Linked DNA regions of Rattus norvegicus: region 2 is linked to region 1. The links are chromatin contacts, called in public Hi-C maps. All regions are on one chromosome and are shown on one strand. Each heading gives the region's core, a stretch centred on a gene start, on an enhancer-like site or on the middle of the called end of the contact. The rest is flanking DNA. Distances are from core to core; before and after follow the strand shown.

Region 1 (2,700 bases), core at 24-2,523:
GGAGTTTGGGAGTTCAAGACCAAGGCACTAATAGATCTTGTACCTGGTGAGATGTCCATCTCTGGTCATGGGAGCACCTAGCTCTGGTTCTTCCAGCAATAAGAGGCGGGGCAGTGCCCCACCCATTCAGGACCTCAGCACTTTACAACATCACCTCATGACTTGCATATATGGGCTTCGTAGGATACAAGTAAACTATAACAGAGACTGATGAGTGTCCCCCAAAACTATCAGGTCTCCTCAGAGTAACAGGGACATGGAAAAACTTTTGTATAATCAGAAAAACAACTTGGCCCATTTGCCCTAAAAGCTTCCAAGTGGCACAAGCCTTTTCAACCTGGTACTTGGGAGGCAGAGGCAGTCGAGATTTCTGAGTTCAGGTCAACTTAGTACAGAGTTCCAGGACTACACAGAGAAACCCTGTCTTGAAAAACCAAAAAGAGGGGTTGGGGATTTAGCTCAGCGGTAGAGCACTTGCCTAGTGAGCGCAAGGCCCTGGGTTCGGTCCCCAGCTCCGGGGAAAAAAAAAAAAAAAAAAAGAAAAACCAAAAAGAGGGAGCTGGAGAGATGGCTCAATGGTTAGGAGCACTGGCTGTTCTTCCAGAGGACTCTAGTTTCAATTCCCAACACCCACGAAGTAGCTCACAGCTTAACTCCAGCTCTGAGACCCTCATACAGACATACATGCAGGCAAAACACCAATGAGCAAAAAATAAAAATAGACTACACTCATTGTTAACTGCATGTACTGAAAGGATAAAGAATTGCAAAGAACACCTCACAGAGACTGTTCCGGGGGCGGTTCTGCATCTGACCTCTGATAGGTGTGGCCTTCCTGGATCATCTCTCTGACATAATTTCCTGCAAGGGATGTGACATATACCCCTAGAAAGAAAACTCCCCCAGCATAAAGGTGTGGACAGGCTGAATTGCTCCCAAACTTTACAAAAGCATAGGGCTTCACTCCACTCTGTCAATGGTCTGCAAGCCAATGTTGAGCAGGTTTTCCCCATTGTCTAGCAGTAAGCCTAGTTTATTAGGCTCTTGGTTATCAATGCCCATTTTGCAAGTCCTCCAAGAAATGTTCTGGAACATCAACTTACTTTTTCCCATGTACTGGATCCAATTAGTATACTCAAAATATTTCAAGACTAAGGGACAAATGTTTAGGATCCGGGTTTTTTCTCAAGTGGCAGCCCACGTAATTTAGGCCATGAGTGCCATCTGCTGGAGATCCAGGAAGGAACAAGACCTCCAGCAAGAGCTGGTCTCAAAGGTCCTGCCTCCCCCTTCTCCATGACTCCTCTTCCTGTCCTTCCAAGGTTGAGTGGCTTGGTAAACGTCAGTACTGTGCAATGGCAGTGAACATTAGTGAGGAAAAGGCTGGGACATGAGAGCCAGGCTGCCCCCACATCAGTCCTGGTTCCTTGTGACTTTGGGTTCCTGAATCTCTCCATGTTTTATCCTCCTTATTTGAAAGACTGGGATGAAAGTTAGAGCCGATCTCTCCTGAACACAAGAAGAAGGGCTGTATCAATACTAAGAAGGATACTACACACACACACACACAGAGAGAGAGAGAGAGAGAGAGAGAGAGAGAGAGAGAGAGAGAGAGAGAGAGAGGCTCAGGCTCTTGCTAGCAAAGAAATCCTTTCTCAAAGGTAAATGGTAGAATACATCTCATATCACTCAAGTGCTTCCAACATCTGCTGGGTGCCCCAGCTTTGTCTCTTATGGCAAAATTATCCATGGATGCTCTTTTATTTCTGAGATTGAAAAGCTGGCTGCAGCTTTGTTTTTTGAGGAAGCAACAGCTAATCTCAACCAAGCACTTAGGATTCTCAGAAAACCGGAGTTTATACAGTTGCACATTCACATACATAATAGGACTTACATACACATGATGCTTGTATCTGCAAATTTATACACACTCAGATCCATTGTATTAAGGTATATGGTGCACCTCTCTCTCTCTCTCTCTCTCTCTCTCTCTCTCTCTCTCTCTCTCTCTCTGTGTGTGTGTGTGTGTGTGTGTTAATGAACTAGAAATAACTAGGATACCTTAGAGATATCTGTGACCATTTGGATCAAATTCTAGTGGTTGTGGGAGGGAAGTAGACACAGAAGAGATTTTAGGGGATGAGGGTACCTGAGCACTGTGCTCTGATAGGGTTGGAAGTAGGGCAGACAACAGGGCAGGCCTTAGAAAAGGTGGTGATGATGGGACGTTGTATCTGAACAATGCAGCAGGCAGGTAAGCTTAAAGGTAGGTTTCAGCATGGTGATGGTGTGGCAGGAATGACTTTTGAGCATTCTGGTGTGGAAAAACTCTACTCAGATGTACAATTTGTGCTACGCCTTTTCTGAGCCTACAATGTGCCATCTCTGACGTTCCTCAAGCCCCCAGCACAGCCACCCTCTCCACTTAAACTCACTGGGGTGGGGGCTTTATGAGAGAGTGGGGAGGGGCCTTTTCGTCCTGTTTCTGTCTGTCCAGACCTTAGCTCAGTGCCTGACACAATTGGCATGTGGTTTTGATTGTATGGGGGGGGATGGACAGACAGACAGACGTGCATGAATGAAGGAATAAATGAACTGAAGGGCAGACAAAGTAAAGAAGTGGAGAACTGTGAGCCTGCCTAAGCAATTAAGGGAAGAGGGGCTTATTTCTTTTTTTTAAATTTTTTATTAGATATATTT
Region 2 (2,795 bases), core at 92-2,591, 560 kb before region 1:
CCTGCCTGCTGGGCCAGTGCTCCACCACTGAGCTGCCAGTGACCTTAGATGAGAAGGGGTGTGCGTGTAAGGAAGCAGGGTGCAATGGGGTACAGTGATAGGGAGTAAGAGGGTAAACACGGACCTGGGAAATCCCTGTCTACCCTCATCCTCTACAGGCATTGCCCAGTGCTCTGCTCCAAGGATGTACTTTGTACGCAAGTTTGTTTTCCTTGTCAAGGACTCTCACCTAATTGTCAGGACAGCACAGGATGCTGGAAACCAGCTTTTAACTAGGTAGTTTGTGGTGCACATCCTCTAGTTTCTTTTCTCAGCATACCATCAAAAGAGAACTCTTTGTCATTATGAAATAATTTTTAGGCAGCTCTCCACTTGGAACGGAGGAAATCTTTTTGTTCTGTTTGTGCCAGGGAACAGTTTTAGTCTTCATCTAGTTCATTTCATTTAAGTATTTCATATCACAGTGTGCATTTCACCAACAATAGATGCCTTCAGATCTTGACATGTCTTGAAAATGGGAAGGAAAGTCTTTTTGGCATAAATAAGAATGATTTATTGACTTGAAACCCATTTTGTGAGTATATAGTCCAGTGAAGCCCATGTTGAGAGATTTTTTTTTTTTTAGCTTGTGAATACAGCTAGATCAGCCTGCCCTACTCAAAACATGAAGAACTTTAGGCTAGATAACCCTAGATGTAAACAGTTAAGGCCAAACTAAAGCATGTAAGGAATCTTCAGTGTGACTTCTATGTTACTGGGCAAGAGGTAGGAAGTACTTAGTGACTTAATTTGTTTTCAAGAATTTATGTGTCTTGGGGAGATTTTAATGGCTGACGTAGTGGAATGATGCAAACACCATATCCGTCTCTGTGCAGTCATTTTGCCTTGTTCAGGGGTGTGTCTTTCACTGGGCCTCAGAGCCATCTGGGGAATTCATTGTTGGAAATGGGTTGATCCAGGCTGACCTTGAACTCACTGTGTAACTGATGCTGCCCTTGAACTCTTGATTCTCCCTCCAGTTCTGAGTGCTGGGGTGCTACAGGTGTGTCTGGTTTTTGTTGGTGGTTGTATCTTGTCTTTCTGGGTTTTGTTTTGTTCTTTAATGTAGTGCTGAGGTTGGACTAAGGGACCTGTGGGGCAAGGACTCTACCAGCTGGACTTTATCCCTGGTCTTCCTGGGAGATTCCTAAGTAGCCAAGATGGACCTGTCCTCCCACTGCCTGAGTCAAGGTCAGACTTTGTGGGCTCTTTTTCTTTAGGAAGCTTTTGAAGTATTGCTGTCACATCAAGACCTGGCAACCTCGGGTGACTGGAGAGCCTGCCACCACTTGGTGGCAGTGTTTCTCCCTGGTCTTGGTGGTCCTGCTCTCCTATGCCCAAGAAAGAACTTGTTTCCTTCCCCCAGTACTGTTCTGTTGGAGTTAAGATAGTTGTACTTCTGCCCACTTGCAACTTATTTGAATAGGGAGTTGTGATTTCCGCAGGACTTTATGGGAAGAGTCTCTTTTTCTCCAGGATTTTATGGCAAGGACAAAAGCAGATAGTGTCCAGTTGACAGATGTGATTATTTTTTTAATTACTCCTCTTTGAGATGGGATTTAGCTCTGCAGGGCTTACTTGGAAACCTCTGCTGTAGCCTCTCAGATACTGGGGTTCCAGGCATATTCTACCTCCCAGGCAAGATTGATTTTTGTTCAATTTTACCTTGCTTTTCTGTAGTAAATAAAGACCTGTTTTGAGATGGAGTTTTTCTTTTCTTTTTTTTTTTTAAATTTATTTACTTTATGTAGCTGTCTTCAGACACACCCGAAGAGGCCATCAGATCTCATTACAAATGGTTGTAAGCCACCATGTGGTTGCTGGGAATTGAACTCAGGACCTCTGGAAGAGCAGTCAGTTGCTCTTAACCGCTGAGCCATCTCTCCAGCTCAAGATGGAGTTTTTTCACGCCAAGGATCTGATTGTTCATGTGAAGTTTTTTGTTTGCTCAGTTTTTGGTTTTGTTTTGTTTTGTGTGTATATGTGTTGTCCTTGGCATATCATTCCAGAACCACTGTGACTGCCTTGGCTGGTTGCTCCTGCGCTTGTTAACACTGCTACGCTAGCACTGTTACTTTTCCCGATGTGCCTCTGGAATTCAAACAGAAGTTCTTCCACTTCGTGAAGTGATCTGAAAACATCATCACCCTGATCACTTCTGCTTGCTAAGGGAATAGAGCCGAGGTTTCTATCCTCAGCATAGGAGCTGGGTGTTCTGGGAGTCAGGTGACTATGACTTGATTGCAGCACCCAGCTGGCAGGGACTTCCTCCTTGGGGTCAACTGACTATTCAGAGCATGTGTGTGTGCCCCAGGACAAAGTCCAAAGTGGAAAGTTTTGATTTGTTATTCTTTTTTTTTTTTTTTTCTACTATTTTTTTTTCTTTTTTTCCGGAGCTGGGGACCGAACCCAGGGCCTTGCGCTGGCTAGGCAAGCGCTCTTCCGCTGAGCTAAATCCCCAACCCCTTGATTTGTTATTCTTAATTTTGAGGCAAGGACAGGGTCTCATATAGTTCATATTGGCCTTGAACTCTGTAGCTAGGGCTAGCCTTGAACTCCCAATCCTGTGAGTACTAGAATTGCAGATGTGCTTTTCTTATCTAGCTTAATTTGTTACTATTAAAGGTTTCAGTAAGATGTCGAAGTGTGACAATGGCAAGAAGTTTGCAATGTTTTCAGGGGGATCAAATCTGTGGACTTAGTGAAGGCTGGGTGTGACCAGCAGGAGGGTGCATAGGAGGCTCCATGTCTTTACC

Evidence for each region. A called contact is a pair of places that touch in the nucleus more often than the background predicts.
Region 2: a Hi-C map of the Rat2 cell line shows a contact between it and region 1, with 11 times the contacts expected there. The contact joins two enhancer-like sites. A contact is called at or near these places in 12 of 12 Hi-C or Micro-C datasets (the A7r5 cell line, the Rat2 cell line, Schwann cells and 7 more) and 1 of 1 datasets of contacts at active chromatin or transcription factors (oligodendrocytes).

The regions. Positions count from the first base shown.
Region 1 is chr14:43,791,469-43,794,168 of GRCr8, reverse strand. No RefSeq gene overlaps it. Among named protein-coding and RNA genes, the nearest start is that of Tlr10, 28 kb to the right of the region's middle. Within about 2 kb of position 1,273, at least 5 of the 93 cell types and tissues checked have an H3K27ac peak or open chromatin away from gene starts, as enhancers often do.
Region 2 is chr14:44,354,642-44,357,436 of GRCr8, reverse strand. The region is part of intron 14 of Tbc1d1 (TBC1 domain family member 1); the gene reads left to right. Among named protein-coding and RNA genes, the nearest start is that of Tbc1d1, 130 kb to the left of the region's middle. Within about 2 kb of position 1,341, at least 5 of the 93 cell types and tissues checked have an H3K27ac peak or open chromatin away from gene starts, as enhancers often do.